Linked DNA regions of Mus musculus: regions 2, 3 and 4 are each linked to region 1. The links are chromatin contacts, called in public HiChIP or PLAC-seq maps. All regions are on one chromosome and are shown on one strand. Each heading gives the region's core, a stretch centred on a gene start, on an enhancer-like site or on the middle of the called end of the contact. The rest is flanking DNA. Distances are from core to core; before and after follow the strand shown. Region 1 overlaps Mbnl1 (muscleblind like splicing factor 1). Region 2 has its middle 130 kb from the start of Mbnl1. Region 3 has its middle 32 kb from the start of Mbnl1. Region 4 overlaps Mbnl1 (muscleblind like splicing factor 1).

What was found. HiChIP or PLAC-seq counts read pairs in DNA pulled down with a chosen protein or histone mark.
Region 2: a contact with region 1 is called in an H3K4me3 HiChIP or PLAC-seq map of bone marrow-derived macrophages, with 2.5 times the contacts expected there. The contact joins two enhancer-like sites. A contact is called at or near these places in 1 of 115 datasets of contacts at active chromatin or transcription factors (bone marrow-derived macrophages) and 3 of 9 other capture datasets (adipose tissue, liver and pancreatic islet).
Region 3: an H3K27ac HiChIP or PLAC-seq map of microglia shows a contact between it and region 1, with 3 times the contacts expected there. The contact joins two enhancer-like sites. A contact is called at or near these places in 2 of 39 promoter capture datasets (neutrophils and pre-B cells), 10 of 484 Hi-C or Micro-C datasets (CD4 T cells, CD8 T cells, the G1E-ER4 cell line and 4 more), 8 of 115 datasets of contacts at active chromatin or transcription factors (CD8 T cells, the HPC-7 cell line, bone marrow-derived macrophages and 5 more) and 3 of 9 other capture datasets (adipose tissue, liver and pancreatic islet).
Region 4: a contact with region 1 is called in a BATF HiChIP or PLAC-seq map of CD8 T cells, with 11 read pairs. The contact joins two enhancer-like sites. A contact is called at or near these places in 1 of 39 promoter capture datasets (liver), 4 of 15 datasets of contacts at CTCF or cohesin (CD8 T cells, the G1E-ER4 cell line, the NIH/3T3 cell line and 1 more), 74 of 484 Hi-C or Micro-C datasets (the AML12 cell line, the AtT-20 cell line, B cells and 52 more), 15 of 115 datasets of contacts at active chromatin or transcription factors (CD8 T cells, the HPC-7 cell line, bone marrow-derived dendritic cells and 10 more) and 3 of 9 other capture datasets (adipose tissue, liver and pancreatic islet).

What each region holds. Positions count from the first base shown.
Region 1 is chr3:60,535,896-60,538,587 of GRCm38.p6, forward strand. The region is part of intron 2 of Mbnl1 (muscleblind like splicing factor 1); the gene reads left to right. Among named protein-coding and RNA genes, the nearest start is that of Mbnl1, 36 kb to the left of the region's middle. Within about 2 kb of position 1,321, at least 44 of the 459 cell types and tissues checked have an H3K27ac peak or open chromatin away from gene starts, as enhancers often do. A contact at or near this core is called in CD8 T cells, the CH12 cell line, bone marrow-derived macrophages and 2 more, where this site is marked.
Region 2 is chr3:60,630,026-60,632,717 of GRCm38.p6, forward strand. No RefSeq gene overlaps it. Among named protein-coding and RNA genes, the nearest start is that of Mbnl1, 130 kb to the left of the region's middle. Within about 2 kb of position 1,391, at least 17 of the 459 cell types and tissues checked have an H3K27ac peak or open chromatin away from gene starts, as enhancers often do. A contact at or near this core is called in bone marrow-derived macrophages, where this site is marked.
Region 3 is chr3:60,468,227-60,470,918 of GRCm38.p6, forward strand. No RefSeq gene overlaps it. Among named protein-coding and RNA genes, the nearest start is that of Mbnl1, 32 kb to the right of the region's middle. Within about 2 kb of position 1,370, at least 51 of the 459 cell types and tissues checked have an H3K27ac peak or open chromatin away from gene starts, as enhancers often do. A contact at or near this core is called in bone marrow-derived macrophages and microglia, where this site is marked.
Region 4 is chr3:60,601,926-60,604,617 of GRCm38.p6, forward strand. Mbnl1 (muscleblind like splicing factor 1) reads left to right here. Exons shown (of 10, transcript NM_020007.4): 4 at 1,769-1,969. Among named protein-coding and RNA genes, the nearest start is that of Mbnl1, 100 kb to the left of the region's middle. Within about 2 kb of position 1,351, at least 84 of the 459 cell types and tissues checked have an H3K27ac peak or open chromatin away from gene starts, as enhancers often do. A contact at or near this core is called in CD8 T cells, the CH12 cell line and long-term hematopoietic stem cells, where this site is marked.

The DNA of each region.
Region 1 (2,692 bases), core at 71-2,570:
AAATCTTGACCTATCAGTTTCTTCCTAAGAGGCCCTCTTAGTCCCTAATCTGCAGTTTCTTCATTTACATTTTTGAAAATCCAGGTAGTATTGCTACACTCTAGAAATATTTTAAACATTTTAAAATATAATTTTTGAAATATAGTCATATAGCTGCCCCCTCTTCTTCCTATCTCCAGACCTGCTCATATGTCTCACTCCCTGTGTAAATTCATGGCCTCCTTTTCTTTTACTGTCATTAATGTGTCTTTGTATATAAGTGTGTTCCTAAATACATAAACATGACATATGTAGTCTGTATAATAGTACCTTTTACTTGTGTGTATATACATTCAGGTCTGCTTAGAACAGAAGAAATAATCTACCCGAGAGAAGGTACCAATTGGTTATGTAATACTAAATGGTCAGCCCTGAAAACAATATCAGTAATTTAAAAATGGAGTGGTACTTTTATTGTGTTATTTTACTGTATAAAATTCGGCAAAAGAGAGACACGGCAAAACTTTCTGTTCTTCCACTAACTATCTCTGTGAGGTTTTTAACTCAGTCCTGTCTGGAAACTTATAAAAGCAAAGGATATGCCATAGTCACCTGTAAAATATCCTACCCAAGTGATTAGCACAGGATGGCTGCAAATAGATACCCTTTGACTTGTGTTGGATGTCAAGCTGGGTAGAGTATACAACATTATGAAAATAAGTTAACTCTCTCCTCATGCCCAAGCTTTCCTCCATTTGTATGATTAAAATAACCAGTTAATCCCATCACAACAGGTAGGTCATATATTATATATTGAAGAAATAATGATTTGGAAGACAGTGTCCAAGCTATGAAAACAGTCATGAACATAAAATGCTAAAAATATTTTAATTGAACATATTTAAGTAAGTTGGAGTAGCACAGTGACAAAAATCATATATGTATAATCTGTTCTCAGTCTGTACTGTTGGACTGAAAAATACATTGATTTGACTAATGAGATTGTCTGAATCATTTTACAAGCTAGACAGCAATATTATGGATTGATTTTTGTCTTTAATCAGATTTGTGAGTTTTTCTTCCTAATGCAGAATACTGAAAACATGACCTTTCCCTTACCATTTATAAGCATTAGGAGTGTAAATCAATAATTAAATTGACCCCATAAAATATTTTGGGTAATACAATTGGGACTTTTAAAAAATGTAGCATGTAATAGACAATCAATGCATCTCAGAAGCACCTTTCATATAAGTGTGATAAGTGTATCAGTGTAATGAATCACATTTGCTCTCAGCGTCCAGTTAAGCAGTGGATTCTGGTAGATCAGCTGTGGGCTTCTGAAAACCAGATTTAGTCACAAGTCAGCAACAGATTTACCATACGCCAAATGGGGAACATGCCAGTCTCACTTTCACTTTAGCTTTCTGATCACTGGTTGGTTTTCTTTAGTATCATATTCAGTTAAAGTGTGTGTGTGTGTGTGTGTGTGTGTGTGTGTGTGTGTGTGTGTGTGTGTGTTTGTGTGTGTGTGATTTACACAGGTCAGCCTCTAACAAACATTTTATATTCCATTTGGATGCTGTATCTAGTATAACAATTCTTGCTTCCTGTTTTCCCCTAATGCCCTTTGCCTCTGTCCTGTAAAATGCCTAAAATTATAAATTCAACTAACTGCTTCTATATAGCGTTTCTATTTTCTTTACTCTTTGCATACTAGAAAATGAATCCAAAGTTGAGTTTACTTCTAATGCCATTTGGTTTTGTGAGATAATCCTTCTTACAAGGTCCTGTATACTTGTTATTTCATCATAGCAAAAGGTATAACTTCAATTATCCCCACTAAGGATACTGAAATCTGTCATTTCTTCTTGACTCTTGGGAAAAGACCAAGGGTTGGTTGGACCCAATGTTTTTACTTCATTGTTGATCATGTTCTAGAACCATGATATTTTTTAAGGATTACAAAGGTTTAACTTTTGATCATGCAGTTCCTCCTATGTTACTACTAGAAAATTTCTAAACAAATGCTCTTCTTCAGTTTTATGAGACACTATGCGATGTAATTTGTATTACATTGGGGACATGCATGAGTTTTATCAACATTTAAATCAAATATCTTCTAATATAAGATCTAAACAAATTTACACATACCTTCAAATTATTCTAGGTTATGATGCTTCTTAGTGGGTAATGGGCTATCTTGCTAACCACAGGACTGGACCACAGACCTGGAGCCTGAAATGAAGCAGCAGAAGTGCTCGTGCCTGGCATCCCAGGCACAGCCGAACCCAGAGCTGGCGGGTCAGGCTTGCAGCTTATGCTAGCCAGCTGGAGTCTAGGCTCCATCAAATTATTCTAATATATTTCAAGACTTTTCTTTTGGGAAAAATCTTTGAATTGCTTCTCCTGATCTTTTTTATGATAATATATTTTGGTGACAATGCATTTCCATGATATCAGGAGTCGTCTGACACTTCGTTTCTGTTTAGCACAGATCTGTTCCTGAGAATTTGACTCTCTCTCTCTCTCTTTTTTTTTCCCCATTTGGGTTTGTTTTGTGTTCATGATGCAAATGAAAAACATAAGACAAATGAAAAAAAAGTCCATATGTAAATCTGGTTTTCCTTATTCTAATATTTGGTTTCATATATTAAAATCAGTATTTTTAGCTGACTTCAAATTCCTTGACTTTATTATTTAATATCATGAC
Region 2 (2,692 bases), core at 141-2,640, 94 kb after region 1:
TGTGTGTGTGTGTGTGTGTGTGTGTGTGTTTAAAACAAAAAACACAATCTTCCAATTTTACAGCTTTAAATTAAAGAACTGTAATTTGCTTGGCTGAACTGCTTGACTATCTCTGAGAGTCAGTCTGAAAGATCGTCCCATTAATAAGATAAATGATTGCACTCAATTCAAAGGGGCACAGTGGTTATACATCTGGCTAAGCCATATCCTGCATAACTTGTGTGTGTGTGTGTGTGTGTGTGTGTGTGTGTGTGTGTGATTATGTGACTGACTGTATTTGAATGAACTATAACTTGAAGTCGAATAGCTGGTGATACCTGGTATCCCATACCTGGTAGGTGTAAAGAACAAAGTTTCCTCATTTCATTTTATTATGTGTTCACTTTGGCTTTTAGTATTTGTCAAAGGCTGCAAACTTCTCTCTTGAAAGTTGATACCTTCGAATTTCTAAAACTTATTACAAAGAATAATAATGATGATGAATGTATTATTATTGGTACGAGTTATAGATAACAGTTCCATTACTGTTTGAGTTCTGTCGGACATTTATGTTATTCTTAACATATGCCACCATTGTGCATGGCATTCATACAAATGAGAAAGCTTTACAGTTGTTTTGAATACCATAAAGAACTAGTCTTGTAGTTCATCAGGTATCCTCAGTCTTTCTGTTACAGATTCGCTTTTAGTATTTTACTTACATACATGTTTGCCTGACTGTATGAGTATATGCCACATGTGTGTGGATGACTGAAAGCCAGAAGAGGATGCCAGATCTCTTGGAGCTGTAGTTCCAGGCAATTGCGGGTACTAGAAACTGCACTCAGGCCCTGCTAACCATTGAGCTGTATCTCCAAACTCTATTTCAGATGCTTTTAATTGATGAAAATACTACCACAACAATCCACTGTAACATTGACATTACTCCACATGAAGCTGTGCTCTATTGAAACAATTAAATGCACCTGAAAAATACCGCATATAATGTTTTTCCTTCTAAACACGTCCTTTAGAAGAAGTTATTACTACAGAAGTCCTCAGCTCACGGAGCGGGACCCTCTGCGAGGTACCAACTCTTTCTTACACATACGAGGAAAACAAGCTCATTTGATATATCCATTACTTCATCACTCATCCAAGGGACTTGGTTTATGATTTGCCCTTCCCCTTTACCCTTCTTAAAAAGATACCTTCATCAGTATTAGCTATATCTACTTACGGTAATTCTAACAAAAAGTCAACAATACAAAATAGCTTGGGCTGACTTGCTAGCAGGTAAGTATGGTAACTCGGGCACAAGAGCTAGTGTTCTCAGAGGTGACATTGAGCAGAGGCTTGAATGAAGTAAAATGAACATAATGTGACCATGACATCATACTCTGTGTGCTGTCTTTGCTGTTGAATGCTGACTCATCTCCCTGTCAGTAATAAGTGCCACAGAACCCAGGAGCATTCACCTCACTTCTGATGACATGGTAGAAAAAGAGAAAATTAAGGGCCAGAGGAAAGAGGGGACTTTGCCTCTAGGATCTCACTGGCTGAGATTTAAGAAAGTGCACACATTTCCTTCAATGAAATCAGCTATAAAGACTGCCTTCATAGAGACATTACTGCTTTATTGTTTTTGAAACAGGATGTTAAAACAGCAAATAACTCATGCCTAGGGCCAAAAGCACACAGAGTTTAACCTTCCATTTATAAATCTAAACACTATACATCATAAAGAACCTTGTATTTTCATTTGCCAAAGGAATTTCTTTAAGATTTAAGATGAGATATATATACAAATCAACTCACTTATGTTTTTACATAAATTTTTTTTACATTTTTTACAATTTTTATTATTTTTTTACACTCCATAATTTATTCCCACCCCTGTCTACCCTCTGACTGTTCCACATCCCATAGATCTCCACAGTCCCCAGTCTCCACGTGGATGTCCCAACCCCCCACCCCACCTGACCTCTAAACTCCCTGGGTCCTCCGTCCGGCCTCTTGAGAGTTAGGTGCATCATTTCTGAATGAACATAGACCCGGCAGTCCTCTACTGTACGTGTGTTGGGGGCCTCATATCAGTGGTGGTACAGTGTTTGAGAGATCTCTGAGTCAAGATTAATTGAGGCTGCTGGTCCTCCTCAGGGTTGCCCTTCTCCTCAGCTTCTCTCAGCCTTCCCTAATTGGTTGGGTGCAAATATCTGCATCTGACTTTTTCAGCCGCTTGTTCAGTCTTCCAGTGTATGGTCATGCTAGGTCCCTTTTTGTGAGTACTCCATAGCCACAGTAATAGTGTCAGGCCTTGGGATCTCCCCTTGAGCTGGATCCCACTTTGTGCCTGTTGCTGGACCTTTTCCTCAGGCTCCTCTCCATTTCCATCCCTGTAATTCTTTCAGACAGGAACAATTATCGGTTAGAGTTTTGACTGTAGGATGGGCCCCACCTCATTTGATGCCTAGTCTTCCTGCTGGAGGTGGGTTCTATAAGTCCCCTCTCCCTACTGTCAGGCATTTCATCTAAGGTCCCTCCCTTTGAGTCCTGAGAGTCTCTCACCTCCCAGGTCTCTGGAGCCCCCCCCCCACCCACCTCCTATCTTCCTAGGTTACCTGTTTCCATTCTTTCTGCTGGCACTCAGAGCTTCAGTCCTTTGCCCTCACCCAGTACCAGATCAGGTTCCCCTCTCTTCCCCTCCCCTCCC
Region 3 (2,692 bases), core at 120-2,619, 68 kb before region 1:
CAAATATACACAATACACAACATAGGTTATGCTCTGAGTGGTATGGCTAAAACCAAGATATGCATATCCAATTGATCACACAACTTACATCATGGGTAGCAAAACAATGGAGAGAATTTGAGTGGACTTTTTGTCTTTATGTTATATTACAATCCTTAAGAACGTACCTTTTGTTTTGTAACCTTCCAATAATATTTTTAGGTGAATATTTAAGGCCCCCCTTACAGATGAGGAAATGTCACAGAAATAATGGTTGCCTTGCTTAATGAATAATAGAAGCAGATCTTTGATTTTATTTTCTTCCACATTACATGGAAACACCTAGGACTTTGTAACATCAAAACTTCTCCAGGAAAACATGCATTCTGAAGGGAAAGATTAAGAATTGGTTACTATTTGCTAATGGAAACTTCAAGTAGAAACATGTTGAAAATACAGTGTGATGAGACAATTTATCAGACTAAATTATGAGAAAAAGCAGTATCTAACATTTACACAGCTAGAAGCTCCTATGAGAAAATCAGAGAAGGCGAGGAGGAAGCCCAGAATGGAAACTCAACTTCCAGGGAGAGGAAGTGGTCAGTAGAGGGCATGTGCTGAAAAGTGATGGCAAGAGAAGCCTTTAATGTGTTTGCAGTTTGGTGACAGAGCTCATTTCCTGACTAACAAGGAGACTTGGTGAATAAGAGGAAGCAAGAATACAAATGCAGAAGGACAGTGTGACACGAATAAACTTAATAGTGTTCCACTTCCTCCCAACATTAACCGTGGCAATAGAGGATGTATCATCAAAACTTCTCCAGGAAAACATGCATTCTGAAGGGAAAGATTAAGAATTGGTTACTATTTGCTAATGGAAACTTCAAGTAGAAACATGTTGAAAATACAGTGTGATGAGACAATTTATCAGACTAAATTATGAGAAAAAGCAGTATCTAACATTTACACAGCTAGAAGCTCCTATGAGAAAATCAGAGAAGGCGAGGAGGAAGCCCAGAATGGAAACTCAACTTCCAGGGAGAGGAAGTGGTCAGTAGAGGGCATGTGCTGAAAAGTGATGGCAAGAGAAGCCTTTAATGTGTTTGCAGTTTGGTGACAGAGCTCATTTCCTGACTAACAAGGAGACTTGGTGAATAAGAGGAAGCAAGAATACAAATGCAGAAGGACAGTGTGACACGAATAAACTTAATAGTGTTCCACTTCCTCCCAACATTAACCGTGGCAATAGAGGATGTATCATTTTGTGTGTGTGTGTGTGTGTGTGTGTGTGTGTGTGTGTGTGTGTGTGTATCAAAAAGAACTGGAAGCAGAGGCTCAACCAGATACTTGCACAACAATGTGTAGGTCAGCACCCTCCATAACCCCCCAAGGGAAGAAACAACCCACTGTCCCCTGACAGATGAACAAAATGTGGCATATTCACACAGCAGAACTCTGGCCAAACTTGAGAAAAGAAGGTAACTTGGACAGAGGCTAGACACTTATGAACCTAAATGAAATAAACCAGACACAGGAGAGCAAAGACCATGTGAGTCCATTTATGTATAGTACCTAGAATAGTCAAGTCCTGGAAATAGAATAGTGGTTGCTAGGGAGCACAGGGAGGGCAGGTTGTTGTTCAGTGTTCATAGATGAGAAAGTCCTGAAGGCTAAGAGCTAAAGGTTCCAAAAATGTGGATGCACTTGATGGCTTCAGAAGGTACAGATAACATGCTAAAATGGTGAAATCTATGTTACATTTGATACAAACATAGAAGAAAGACACGAGGAAACAGTGTTGGTAATTACCTCAAAAAATTCAGATGAAGAAAAAGAGAGCAGTAGGCTGGATTAGTTAGCCAGAGCAAAAGTTGGGAAGCTGGCAAAACCTCAAGCATAGTCACCAAAATAAATGCACAGAAGCATAAATGCTCATCTTCTAGACAGAAGAGACAGAGTACTGATGTCAGGAAAGAGACGTAACTTCTGTGGTCCACCCATTATCTAAAATGGTAATATTTCAAGATTTTCTCACAGTAGAAGCATGAGAACAATTGGCACCAAACCCTACTTATGCCAGTGAGTGTTTTCTGTGTCCTTACCATGAACATTAATTACATCACCATGAGATCTATTTTCTTCTTGAATTGCCAAGAGTGTTCGCCTTTTCCTTTTGAGGGAGTCCTTCATGGCTTCTCTTGGTACATTAAAGTGGGTAGAGCATCACTATTCTAGAATGTTGGGGTCGTTATCAAGTAAAACAGGGTTACTTGAGTACAGGTCCTAAGACAGTGTGGCAGGGCTACTAAGAACCAAAGTAGATAATAATTGACTGTGGGTAGGTAGTGCGCACAATGTGGGTCCACTAGGCACATAGAGGGAGTCTGGCATGGGATTTCATCATGCACAGAATTCTGGCAACTTAAAATTATATATCTGTTTTAGTTAGGGTTTTATGCTGTAAAGAGACACCATGACCATGGCAACTCTTGTAAAGGAAAACATTTGGTTGGGACTGGCTTATAGTTCAGAGGTTTACAGTCCATTATTTTCATGGTGGGAAGCATCGCAGCATGCAAGCAGACAGACATGATGCTAGAGAAGAAGCTGAGAGTTCTACATCTTGATCCACAGGCAACAGGAGACTGTGTGCCACACTAAGTATAGCTTGAGCATAGGAGATATCAAAGCCCACCCCCACAGTGACACACTT
Region 4 (2,692 bases), core at 101-2,600, 66 kb after region 1:
CCACTCTGAGCTGTAACCCACCCCTAACACAGTGTTCATAATTGGTGACAGCTACATTCTATCCATATGTAGGTTTTCACTGTATTTAACTTGGTGAGATTTAACGAGGCTGATTTTATTGGTGTGCTGTCATTATTGTGTCAAGTCAGGGAAAAATTTCTTCATCCTGAATGTCTTTATGAAGGCATTTGCCTTAAGTAATTCCTATAGTATACAGTGACATAAACATTTCAGTAGCTTGCTATAGTAAGTATCAAGTGGGCTTTCTTGGAACTCATTTTAATTTACAGCTATGAATGCAAAGAGAAAGGATATTAATTAGCTTTCAATCTTTTAGGACTCTGCTAAATTTATAACAATTCTTCTATGTGGTCTGAGATTCCATACCCTGTATCTGACTGTGTGCAACAGAACACACATTTGCCTAGAATGTTCTTGGACAGAAGTTTAATGCATGATCACCATGCAGGACTGACCCTGTCATGGTGCTGCCCTGGCCTCTAGCACACAAAGGGAAAGCCTGAAGTTAGCTGCTGTTCAGGGTTTTGTGGAGAGACAAATGCCACTGGACCCAGTTTTACACATGGATCCTTCTTCATAATACACATGGAATTTTTGTATTTCCTGAGGGCAGCTGCTTCGCATTGGAATAGGCTTGAGGTTTGAAATGGAAAGACTTATTCTAGGCTACTTCATTAGTCAAGGGCCACAGACCTGTCAGAGTAATTAAACATGGTGTTCAAAGCACATGCTTGGAGGACTAGCTATGTTAGGGTGAATGTATCAGTGTGAGCTATGCTATGTTATAAATTTTTCCCAGTGAATCAATGTATACATTAAATAGTCTATCGTTCATATTGTTCTTAGTACAGATGTGTACACAATGCAGAGCTGTCATGTAGGATGGATGCTCAACCATGGTATAGTCCTTTGGGACCTTATGCTCTCATATTAAAGAATGCCATTTACACATAGTAGATCCCTGGCTTCTCTCCATTGAATGCAGTAGCATCACCCCAGTGTGTCCTGCCCGCTGACAGCCCATCCCATGTTTTTTAATAATTCTGTGGCATTTCCTGGGAAATGTTCTGTCAGGCTTCACATTCCAGACATTTTCTGGAGAAGGTTAATTTCCATTGCTGAGTGCCCCACAAGTATGGGATGGGCTTGTAGAACACTGAACCTTTCTTCTGAGAAACCGACATCAAGTGACCAGGCCAAATGCTATCTCTTCTGTGCTCAAAAGACAGTGTAATCATCACCTCTCACAGCCCACAGATTTGGTCAATGTGCTGGCTGTGGGGCTCTGTGATCCCCTGGGACATCTGTGTCTGCTCAGATGATAGGCACTTATATCCTGTTAACACTTGAGAACAGACCTTTCCACTATATCTGACAGCAGTTACACAGTGTGTTTCTCAGACACATTTCTAGGATTGAGTCACAAAGGTGGAGACTGGGTGAGCACAAACAAGTGTCTGTACTAAGATATTTAAGACGTTAAACCACAAGTATTCTAGATGCCAATCTTCGAACCCCCTCTGGAGATATGAATGCATATTCTGCCTGCTAGATTTGGAGAAAAACAATGACTTAGCAAATATCAGTATACTGAAATCTTCTTAGACTAAATTAAAGACAGAATTAAATAGAAGTTAAGGAAGAAAGAATGAATGATAGATGAAGAATAAATGATAACTCTGTAAGTAGAGTATCAATTTGGAATGGAGACTTGCCATTAAGTTTTGCTTTTTGTTTCAATTTGCAGCCAATGTTTTCAGTTGCACCAAGCTTAGCCACCAGTGCATCAGCAGCCTTTAACCCTTACCTGGGGCCTGTTTCCCCAAGCCTGGTTCCAGCAGAGATCTTGCCGACTGCACCAATGTTGGTCACGGGGAATCCTGGAGTTCCAGTGCCAGCAGCTGCCGCAGCTGCTGCACAGAAGTTAATGCGGACAGACAGACTGGAGGTAGGATAAAGAGTTGAACCTTCATAGTTTCCATTACAGTTCTTCAAGTGTTTGTAGCCAGAGTGACTTTAAACTGAATGAACATGTCTTGGTTCAGTGTTTGTGCAAGTTTGCTAGAATATGGTTATGCTGTTTTGGTTAATGCAACAATTACAAAATCAGTCAGCATCTATGTCTAGGTTCCTCAGGGAGGGCTTGGAACTGGGATCAGCGTGTCTGTTTCTCCACTTTGTCTTAGTATCCTTAAAATCTTGCACATGATGCTAATGCTCAAACCTCAAAGAGTTAGAAAAAATGTTTGGCCCAGAACAGTTGCTTCTTGAATGTTTCTTGTAGTCATCAACACAATATAATGATTATTGGAGTGAACAAATAAATGACTGAAGTCCAGAGGATCTCATAAACAGGAACACATTGGCTGCTGTGCACGAACTATTACAAAACTCTCTGCAGATGTTGTCATAACCTCTGAAGTACTTCCATTGAGGCAGGCGGGTGGTTTTATGAAACGCACCCTGATAAAAGCGTTTTTAGTAGGCTGTCACATGATTGTCATTGTCTTGGGGCGGAGGATAAGCAGACGCACACACTTTACTGTTGTGACTGAAAAGGAAATTAGAGATAAAGTTCTAGTATGACATTACTATTCAGAATTTTAGCATGGCATGAATTAACAGCCTTGATAAACAGTTTCTGTAGAAAAATGGCCTAGTAAGTAAAAAC